Regions from separate parts of the Zea mays genome. Here region 2 is linked to region 1. A link is a contact called in public Hi-C data. All regions are on one chromosome and are shown on one strand. The core of a region is the stretch at or near the end of the contact, and the rest is flanking DNA. Distances in the headings are between cores, read along the strand shown.

Region 1 (5,424 bases), core at 636-3,135:
TCCATGTTGTTGTGCCACCGCCACCACTGGTGCTAGTGCCAACCACTTGATTTTCATCTGCATTTTTTGTGCTGAAGGTGAGGTGGACACACTAATAAGTTGACTCTCATAGGTAGACTTTGACCACCAACTTCACTTGCTTCCCTCTTGTTTCCTTACATAAAATCAACAGTAATACAACTTGATTATATTTGTATGCCACCAAGAAATGAATGGATATTTGTTAGTCTGCTAGACTACTTGTGCTACTATCTAACATCTCAAGTCTCAACAAGTGGGCAAGTGAGAGACCTGCACTGCTACACATACATAAAATAGATTTGGATACAATGTTGTTGCCTTTGACAAAAGCTCATGGTGGTGATGGCTAGGGCAGAAAACGAGTCGACCTGAGCTGGTGAACCAGCGAGCCAGGCCCAGTTCGACTTAGTTGTATTGTGAGCTGAAAGATGAGACTTGGTTCCACTCGATGGTAGCTCACAAGCTAGCTCTTGAGCCTCCACACTAAATCACATATAGAGTATAAATGGTATACTTATATTATTATATAATTATGTACCAAAAAAATCTAGCAACATTTTTCAGACTACACCTAGCATTGAGTCTATAAAAATAAGAAAATAAATCCACACAACAATAATATAATAGTATAACGGTGTAACACCGTATCGATGAGGCTAGCTCACGAGCCTAACCAAGCTGGCTTGATTCGCTGCTCCAATGAACCGCAAAAGTGCACAAAATCATTTAGGCTGGCGAGTCTCTCTGAGTGGAACAGGCCCAACCCTGTTTATGACACTCAAGTTATTTTTCAACCCAAGTGGTGGCGTCGATAGAGTTGAAAGTTTAGGTCGCGCCAAGCCAGCACCGCCAAGGCCTATCGTGCTCTGATCTAACTTTTTTTGGGCTAGCACGGTACTGAATAATTTCGGACTGGGTCGTGCCGTGCCCAGATACTAAAAGCTAGACCCGGCTTGGCCCAAAAGCACTACGTGCCAGCCCAAGCACATCACGTAGAAAAAAACTTGTACATGTCTAAAAAAATACATCTTCAAATTATTCATAACTTTTCTATAGGTTAAAAATCAAATGAGATTGTATAACTTTTGTGAAGAGATAAAAATTATTAGAGCATGAAATAACCACTAAAACACTAGTTTTCTACCTTGTGCCTTACTTCCTGCCATATCGACCCGAACACAGCTCTCATCTAGTCGTGTCGTGCCATGCTATCTATCGTGTTTAAGTTTGAGGCACGATACGACCTGACCATTGGTGCCCTACTGGTCTGGTCTATTTTTCTTCGCGTCGTGTCGTGCCGTGCCGTGCCGTTTCCAAATAGCCCGGCCAAAACTTAAGTCTAAATTGGCAACATGGAAACAACGTTGATCCGGTGGCTTCCATTTTCCGCCGCGGGCAGCAGCCCACCACCAAATCCCAGGAAAAAGGCAGCGAGTCGATGGAAGCATGCTGTAGCGGCGCTGTTGCATGGGAGCATTTAAGAGGCTGCGGGTACAACGCTGGCAGCGCACAGCGGCGAGCGAGACGTGAGAACGGCAAAGGTGAGCGGCGCAAGGAAACGCCCATGCACCTGCGTGTGTGCCATTGGGCACCTGGCCTGGCAAATGGCAAGCTTGGAGCTAGCTGACACCCCTGTGGGCTGTGTGGCCTGTGGCAACCTGGCCGGCAGGCATGCATACGGCAGCCGCAGGGCGCCCGCTAGCTCGAGACCCTGCGTGCTGCGTGCAGGCGCCTACGACGTACTCCTACCGTCCTACGGGTCTATACGTACTCCTACGTACAAGTAGACCGCAGCTGCTGGTACCCTGGTACGTGTGTGTGGTCACTGTGCGGCAGCGACCCTGGCAGCTGCTCAGGCCGGCCGGTCGGTCATGCAGATGCTGCATGCGCGCGGTGGATCAGGGAGCGGGACGTTTCGTCTCACCAGCGTACGGTACGGCAGTCACCTATCAGGTGACGCGACGTCTTGGCACCTGTAGGCTATGAGTACACTAGTACTTTTGCCTACAGCCTCCGGACGGACCGATGGATCACTCACGCGGCATCACGCACTACGACGTACGAGTACTCCGGCCCTCCGTCCATATATATAAAAAAAGGACCGGAACAATCCTAATTTCTACATCGTGCTAATGGCCACATGGAGTCACGCTAGGCTATGTCCAATAGGTCCTGTATTATCTATTATCTCATCCTCTTTTTTTAAAGCTTCACTCTACTGAACAATATCAAACATTATCATTTATGGTACTGTGAGTAACGGAGCTAGAAAAAAATTAGAAGGGACTAAACTAAACTGTTACAGTATAAGAGCTCCTTCTACATTATATTGTGTAAATTTCGAATGTTAGAGAGGCTCCGGGTGGGACTCCATTGATTCGTGGCGATAGGGTGGCTCGAGCCCTGTCCACCCCGCCACTGCCTCCATCCCTGAGTGCCGCCTTCCCTTATTTTATATGGTCCACCGAAGACAACCTTAACACCATGCCTCATAATTTTATAACCAGCACAAGTAGAGCACAAAAATAACAATAAATAACAAAACAAACACTAGCATATCTCCACGTTACTGAGGAAGCCACAAAAACTAAGGTTTCATGAAATCCTATCCCCTTCTCAGTGCAATAGAGCAAGTTTAAAGCTTTAGAGTTCTTACTATATTTTTAGAGCGAGTACAAACTTCCTAGAGAGCACACAAGAGATTATAAGGCTGGTGCCAGTGCAGGCGGGAAGCACGGGCGAGAGGAGCGTACGGGGGCGAGAGTGGGACGGGAGAGGGGCGGGAGAGCGGGAGCGGGCGATGGCCGCGTCGCCCGGCGACAGCGTGCCTGTCGCCTCGCTCTCGCCTGCACTGGAGAGCGTGCTCGGGCGAGAGGAGGGCGGGAGCGGGGTCCACGTGTGCTAGCCGTTGCAACTAGCCGTTTTTTACCGTTTGGAGTCCAAAAAATTCGAAAAAATTGCAAAAAATCACAAATTTCATCCCCAATCCCTCTATATATACCCCTACCCGGGTGGAGCTCATTCCACACACCATTCCATCTCATTTTTCTCTTCCAAACTCCCCTTTCTTCACACAATGTCGGGTTGGTCCCCAGATTTGAACACCTTCACGGATCTCTTGCAGTCCGATGGGTCACCTACAACCCTTCCGTTAGATGAGTCTTCTTCATTACATCGTCGCTCCGATGTTTCAGCCTCACTCCCCCGTGCACTATTTCCGGCTGCACGTCCACCACCATACCCTTATCCCTATCATTTGTATCAATATCCATCGTCTTCATATGGTCAACCTCCAACTTCCCAAGCCGGAATTCAAGCCTCATTCCCGGTACGTCCGTATGCCCCTCCCCCACCTGCTGCGGACGGAAGTCAAGCTTCTTTCCAGATACCTCCATACGCCCCTCCTCCATATGCTCCACCTCCGTATGGAGTACCTCCTTATGCTCCATATGCTCCACCTCCATATGGAGCACCTCATCCATATGCTCCACCTACGTATGGAGCACCTCCTCCAGTTGCACCTTTATCTGTTGGATCTGAAAACCAAGCTGAGGAAAATCCCGTGCCGAAGGAAAAGCGTCCAAAGAGGCTAGAGTGGACGAAGGAAGACGAGGAAAAGCTGGTGAGTGAATCGTTTCTCATTTATTTAATCTTGATTTTTTTAGTTTACTTATATTATAGGTTTTATTGTAGGTTAATGCTTGGTTTATGCATTCTAATGATCCCATCTCCGGCAACAATAAGAGCGGATCAAGTTTCTGGGGCCAAATAGTGGCAACATATAACTCCACCTCCGACCCTATCTGTCATCGAACCGCCAAGCAACTTAAAGATCATTGGGTCACCTACAACCGGGAGGTGACCAAGTTCAATGGATTCTACCTCCAAGAAGAAAGGTTGCGTCAGAGCGGAGCTGACGATTCAATGGTCATGGATGCAGCAATGGCGAGGTTCGAGGGTAAAATGGGGCATCCATTTAAGCGCCATCATTGGTGGCAAGTTGTTCGCCACGAGCCCAAGTGGTCAGCAAAGCATGGTCTTGGTAATGGATCTGATTCGACTGCGAATAAGAGAACCCGACTCGGAGTCTCTGGTGAATATAGTTCTGGAGGCACTGAAGACACCGAGGAGGAAGTGCCCCGACCAGTGGGGCGTGATAGAGCAAAGGCGGCTGCGCGAAAGACAAAGATGAAGGGGAAAGGGAAGGAAGCCACGAGCAGCGAATCAACAAGTGAAGCATTCAAAATAAAGAACTTGTGGGGTGGATTAGTGAAGGCCAAGCTTTTGAAGCAATGGAACATCCTAAAGGGCCAATCAACCAGAGATATGGACCCGGCTGAAAGACGTACCCATGGCAGGGCCGTAAAGATGGTCGAAAAAGAACTTGGTCTGCTAGATGACGAAGAAGAGGAACCGGAAGCGGAACGTGAAGAGGAGGAAGATGAGGATGAGATCGAGGAGTCCGATTAGAGTTATGTAATTTTATTTTAATTATCATGTCATTTTATTTTAATTATTATGTACTTTGTAATTTTTAATTCAATAAAAAATATTATGTTGTGTGTTTTCTGAGCATTGAAATAAATCCGCGTGAATTACTTAATTCTGAAATAGAAAAGCTGACGTGGCTATAGCCTGAGGCTGTAGCCTGTTGCAGCCTGTGCACTGGAGCAGCAGGGGCGAGAGTGGAGGCGAGAGCTGACGTGGCAGTGGCGAGAGGGAGGCTGTGCACTGGACTCAGCCTAATGCTTCAATGGGTAATACCTACCCATCTAGAAACTCTTGCTCCAAGAATAACAAACGCAAGATGTCAGCTTGAATGTGAACCAAGTGCTTTGGAAGTTGAAGATCAAGATGGAAATACCTCTCATGGATTTTGGAGGCCAATCTCTCAAAGAATCACTAGGGATTGATCAGAGAGGTTGGAAAACCTTCGATAGCCTAAGAGAACTTCTTTGTATGTTGTTCGAGATTCAAGTGTTCAAAGTAGCCATTAGAAAGTTGTCGGGGACCATAATTAGGGGTACCCCCAAGACTCCTAATCTCAGCTGGTAACCCCCATCAGCACAAAGTTGCAAAGGCCTGATGGGTGCGATTAAGGTCAAGGCTCAATCCACTCAAGGGACACGATCTCGCCTCGCCCGAGCCCAGCCTCGGGCAAAGGCAGCCGACCCCGGAGGATTCACGTCTCGCCCGAGGGCCCCCTCAAGCAACGGACACACCCTCGGCTCACCCGAGGCCCAGTCTTCGGAGAGAAGCAACCTTGGCCAGATCGCCACGACCAACCGACCATATCGCAGGAGCATTTAATGCAAGGATGGCCTGACACCTTATCCTGACGCGCGCTCTTCAGTCGATAGAGCCGAAGTGACCGCAGTCACTTCGCCGCTCCACTGACCGACC
Region 2 (5,931 bases), core at 3,364-5,863, 140 kb after region 1:
CAAGGCCCAGTCTTCACCAAGAAGCAACCTTGGCCAAATCGCCACGCCAATCGACCAAATCGCAGGGGCATTTAATGCAAAGGTGGCCTGACACCTTTATCCTGACGCGCGTCCTCCAGTCGACAGAGCCGAAGTGACCGCAGTCACTTCGCCGCTCCACTGATCGCTCTGACAAGAGGACAGCGCCGCCTGCGCCGCTCCGACTGCTGTGCCACTCGACAGAGTGAGGCTGACAAGCAGCCAGGCCCGGCCTCAGGCGCCATAGGGAACTCCGCTTCGCCCGACCCTAGGGCTCGGACTCGGGCTCAGCCCCGGAAGACGACGAACTCCACTTCGCCTGACCCCAGGGCTCGGACTCGGGCTCAGCCCCGGAAGACGACGAACTCCGCTTCGCCCGACCCCAGGGCTCGGACTCGGGCTCAGCCCCGGAAGACGACGAACTCCGCTCCGCCCGACCCCAGGGCTCGGACTCAGGCTCAGCCCCGGAAGACGACGAACTCCGTTCCGCCCAACCCCAGGGCTCGGACTCGGGCTCAGCCCCGGAAGACGACGAACTCCGCTTTGCCCGACCCTAGGGCTCGGACTCAGCCCTGGCCTCAGCCGACGGTCTCCGCCTCGCCTGACCCAGGGGCTCGGACTCGACCTCGGCCTCGAAAGACAGACTCGTCCTCGACCTCGGAGGAGCCTCCACATCGCCCAACCCAGGGCACGGACCGACCACGTCGACAGGAGGCGCCATCATTACTCTACCCCAAGCTGACTCAGGCTACGGGGAACAAGACCGACGTCCCATCTGGCTCGCTCTGCCAGACAAGTAATGATGGCGCCCCACACGCTCTATGACGACGGCGGCTCCCAGCCCCCTTACGGAAGCAAGAGGACGTCAGCAAGGACTCGACAGCCCCGACAGCTGTCCTTCCGCCAGGCTCCAGCGCTCCTCCGACGGCCACGACACCACACGAACCGGGTGCCAAAACCTCTCCGGCTGCCACGATGGCATGTACTTAGGGCGCTAGCTCTCCTCCGCTAGACACGTTAGCACACTGCTACACCCCCATTGTACACCTGGATCCTCTCCTTGCGCCTATAAAAGGAAGGACCAGGGCCCTCTTACAGAGGGTTGGCCGCGCGGGGAAGGACGGGACAGGCGCTCGCGTGAGGCCGCTCGCTCCCTCCCGCGTGGACGCTTTTAACCCCCTACTGCTAGCGCACCCGACTCGGGCGCGGGACAAACACGAAGGCCGCGGGATTTCCACCTCTCACGCTCGTCTCCCTCCGGCTGCCTTTCCCCCCTTCGCGCTCCGTCTCGCGCCGACCCATCTGGGCTGGGGCACGCGGCGACAATTCACTCGTCGGTCCAGGGACCCCCGGTCTCGAAACGCCGACAAGTATGTCACGTCGTACGTCTACTTTGCGCTACCGACTACATCCAGTACGTGTGGTTCACCAAGTCTTCCGTTGGGGGCCGGGGTGTGCGACAAATGGTGTAATCTTATGATCATCTACTTTCCAAGCGATCATGTTTTACCCGATTAATTTTATTCGATGCTAGCATGCATGTAGCACACCGCATTCTCTAAACAATAATATCGGAGTGCTATTTTTATCTTGATAAAAAATAGTATGGTTAGCATATTCATATATTATTGGAGAGACTATAGTCCTTGCGCTGCCTGTTCTCAGCCTGTTCTTATCTCATGCCATCATGCAGTTTTCAGCTTCTCTATGCTGGCTGCTGTACGGGAAGAAGCAGCATACAACATTAATAATTTGGTCGCACTCTCGTCACACTTCACAAAGACTAAAACTAAGCTCGGTTACGGGTGGAACAATGAATGCATCATAACCCGCATATTTTTTATAGAGAATATGCACCACCAGACAGTAAACAATGCACGATTTCCTTCCTTTTCTAGTGGAGTCGACCGCTGCAGCCATCGGCCCCTGTGGCGTACCGGACAGTCCGGTGGCACACCAGACAGTCTAGTGCGACCTTCTGACCGTTGCGACCTTCTGGCCGTCACTGAGTTTTTCTGACGATTTCTGACCTTCTGACCATTTCTGACCTCTGTGGCGAAGTCGACCGTTGGAGCCACGGCGCTCGTGGCACACCGGACAGTCTGGTGTAACCTTCCGACCGTTGGTGAAGTCCACGTGTTGCCCGCTGATCACGCAGCCGTCCGTTGGCTTGGGCGCGGCTGACTCACTGGACAGTCTGGTGTATACCAGACAGTCCCGTGAATTATAGATGCGGTGCGCTGAGTTTTTCCCAAGAGCGGCCTGTTCGCCGGGGCGCCAGCCTGGGCACCGGACACTGTCCGATGCACACCGGACAGTCCGGTGCACCACAGGCTGGTGCAAGTCTGACTTGCTTGAGCCAAACTTCTACAATCCAAATTCTCTTGATTTGACAAGGTTTCTAGCACCTAGTAGAATAATGTCAGTACAAAAAACAATTTACTAAGGCTAAAGTCATACCTTGCTTTTTCATTTGCATCTCTTTGACACTTTACACAAAACAATATGTGTTGAGCATATAATCACCAAAACATTTATAGAAATGGCCGAAAGGTACATTCCCTTTCAACGATGGCATAAGAGACCTACAAGAACATGACGATGGCAAATTTTCGAGCGCAACATGAGTCCTCCATGGCGATACCTGGAGGAGTTGGGAAAGCTAAGGGGTCCCTAACGACGTCTCCAAGGAGGTTAGCGGCTTCGAAGGCGTCACTGTCGCTGCACATACTACATATGGCATGGCTTTCGCATGGTTACCCCAAACCCCGGTCTCCTGGCAACGAGGAAGGAGGCCCAGACCATACTCCTCTCAGGCGACCAGAGACGACGATGACGGTCGACGGTAGAAGTGCAACCATGAAGGCGAGGAGACGATGAGGGCCCAAGGGAGCAGAATCTGCTAAAGCCGACGCCCACTATAGTGGCAGGGGCTGAGCTGCCAATGGAGCTGGCCACGTGTGTTGCGCGCGAGCCGCGGTGCCACGAGTGCGCCGACATGCGGCAAGCTGTTGATGTGGTGGTGCCATGAGCGTCACCACGCGCTGTGCAAACCGTCGATGCCACGCTAAGAGTGCCACTACACATAGATCCTGTCGGAACAGACCCAGCACCAGGAGGATGGATCCGGCACTAGGGTGGTGGGATCTGGCGATCACGGCCAGGGTCCCACGGTAGCGATGAGGCTGGTGGCCGGATCTAGCAGCACGGTGCCACGATGCGCGACGATGAGGAAACCCAGACAGAGGAGCAGAAGCGACCAGAGGCCGGCGTCAGGTGGATCTAGCTAGAGGGAGGCGGTTAGCCCGACGCGCGCCAGGACTGGTCGGCGAGAGGCGTGGCGGTCGGGACAGGCAGGGCTAGAGCTAAGATTTCGGTGGCTCGGGGCGAACATAAAAATTAGGCCTCATATATAGGTTAATATTTTTTAGTGTACATATATATAATGTTATATTATATTGATAACAATTAATGTGATATAAAAATATTATATCAAATAAATTTTACAATACCTCAAAAGTTTCTTCTAACATTTCTTGAGACAAAATCATCAATGATTGTGTTAATATTAATCTTATCTAATATTTTTTCTCAATATGCAAGATGGCCAAATGATTCAATCGTTCTTGAGAGATTTTATAGACCTCATACAATTCTTCAATTATTTGAATATAAAAAAACTCATTTTTATTCGATGCCACCATGACAGGTATAGTAAATAATATTTTATAAGCTAGAGAAACATTATGATAGTAATCCATCTTATTGACATACTTAAATATCTTCGTAGAAGACATAGGTGGTTCTAGCAAACTTAACTTCAAAACTCTCAACTTAGAGATTAGATTATTTAACTCAACATTAAGTATCTTGTTAGCTATATAATTAATTGTAAGCTATGGGGCCTATAGGATTTGGGGGCTTGGCCCTAGGGGCAGCGGTGACTAGATAGAGACACGACCGGCGTCCGAAGGATCCAACCGGCGGGAGGCAAAGAAGATGGCAGCACCGGCGTCGAGGAAGAGGGGGGCGAGGGGACAGAGAGGGGTGGGCCGCCGCTGGCGGTGGTGTCTGACAACCCTAGGGTTTGGGGGGTGCTGGCGCAAACTCAGGAAGAATACTGACAAGGTGAGTGTCTAAAAAATTTATAGTGTAAAATTTAGAGACTATTACCATCCCTAATTATGAGTGATTTTAGTGAGATTATATCTCCTTTTTTTCTCTCTCGCTCCGTCCTGTCAATATGCTACGTAGTACCTTGAGCAGCGCAGAGATTTATAGATTCTATCTATATACATACATTAGGCAGTAGCACAGACTCCTTTGCCACGTCAGCGCGTCGCGCTGGCTATGCCCCTGCTACTGCTAGCCTGCCACTCGGTCCGGCGGCCCGGCCCACACGCGCGCGAGCGGCTCTTCGGCACGGCACGAGTGGACGCATGGATGATAGCGACGGATCCAGCAGCAGCACGAGCCGACGAGGCGACGACGACGACGACCCTGCCTGCGGCTGCCACAGGCACAGCTGCACGGCGCGGTGGCTACGACGATCCATGCATGGCATGAGGGACCAGCAGCATGGTGGTGTGTCCAGGCCTCCGGGGAGAGCACAGTCCGTGTTTCTGGCCACGACGTGCATGCATGGGCCAGAGGCCCAGAGATCTCTGCTCGGCCACCCGGCTGCTCTGCTGCAGGCCCTGCTCTGATAGTCTGATGGGAATCATGGGATACGCGACGCCACGGGGAGCCGAGCTGGAGAGAAGGGTACATACCCATCCCGACCGAAATAACTGACCGTACGTCCTACATTTTCTAAAAGCTCCTTATTCGGCTTTACTTTAATCCATATTGATTTCTACTGCTTCTATAGTTTAAATTACAGTTGCATTAGTCTAAACTGCTAGCATCGGCACACATGAGGACGGACACGGACCTGATCGACAGGCCGCTGCTGCGCGAGCTAGCAGGAGTATCTTGCCGCCTGCTCAACAGCAACAGAAGCCTTGGCGCGCCGTTGCTGTCCGTCAGTACTCAGCATTGTTGACAGCAGGAAGGAAGGGGCGGACGGACGGACGGGTAACGTCGCTGTCCGTCAGTCCTCACTCACTAGTCCAGTCCTGCAGTGCGACCCGCCCGGGACAGCGAGTGGGGCCCCGCCTCCCCGCGCGCGCCGGGCGGGGGCGGCGGGCCCGGCACCGGCACCGGCACTGGCACTGGCAGGGGGGCACCGCCGGCGTGCGTAGCGGGGCGGTTGTCTCTTCTGCTTCTGGCCTCACCACCACCACACCGTCCAGTCCAGTACTGCTAGCACCAGCTGGGGAAGAACAACTGAAACAAACAACTGTGTCACGTACGTACGAACGTACGTCGGGACGATTAGGACTAATACCGGCTGCCATCATGGCAGCCTGGCACACTACACACACAGGCATCGACGTCGTACCCACGCCATCATTCGTGTCCGTATTGCAGGAGGCCCGGGGCCTACACCGGATTTTTTTTTAAAAAAAATTATAGTATATTCGTTTCTAGTGATCTATTGAAAAAAAAATAGTCACTACATGGCACAAGAAGTTTTCTTATGACGTATAACCAAGCTCATCACAATCAACCATATGATCGCTCTAATGACCTATTATAAGATTCGAATGAACTAGGTTGTAGTGAGCTTCAACGCCACAATCACACAGCCATAGGATCGGCCCCTTTTGCCTTGGCTAAGCTCTGCCCAACGATACTTAGATCCGTAGACCCGCTCGGTGAAACAAAACTTCTAATATATGTGCTATAAACGATGATAGATTGTTAACTCTAGGAAGATAAATATAGGTTTAGGAGAAACAAAGGTACACTTACTAAGCATGTGCCTATAAGCGTAATTAATCTACCTAAACAAATCTGCTTGTACATCAA

What was found. A called contact is a pair of places that touch in the nucleus more often than the background predicts.
Region 2: a contact with region 1 is called in a Hi-C map of tassel, with 4 times the contacts expected there. The contact joins two enhancer-like sites. A contact is called at or near these places in 2 of 25 Hi-C or Micro-C datasets (ear and tassel).

The regions. Positions count from the first base shown.
Region 1 is chr1:158,754,281-158,759,704 of Zm-B73-REFERENCE-NAM-5.0, forward strand. No RefSeq gene overlaps it. Among protein-coding and RNA genes, the nearest start is that of LOC542488, 80 kb to the left of the region's middle. Within about 2 kb of position 1,886, at least 11 of the 20 cell types and tissues checked have an H3K27ac peak or open chromatin away from gene starts, as enhancers often do. A contact at or near this core is called in ear and tassel, where this site is marked.
Region 2 is chr1:158,890,313-158,896,243 of Zm-B73-REFERENCE-NAM-5.0, forward strand. No RefSeq gene overlaps it. Among protein-coding and RNA genes, the nearest start is that of LOC100283836, 11 kb to the right of the region's middle. Within about 2 kb of position 4,614, at least 15 of the 20 cell types and tissues checked have an H3K27ac peak or open chromatin away from gene starts, as enhancers often do. A contact at or near this core is called in ear and tassel, where this site is marked.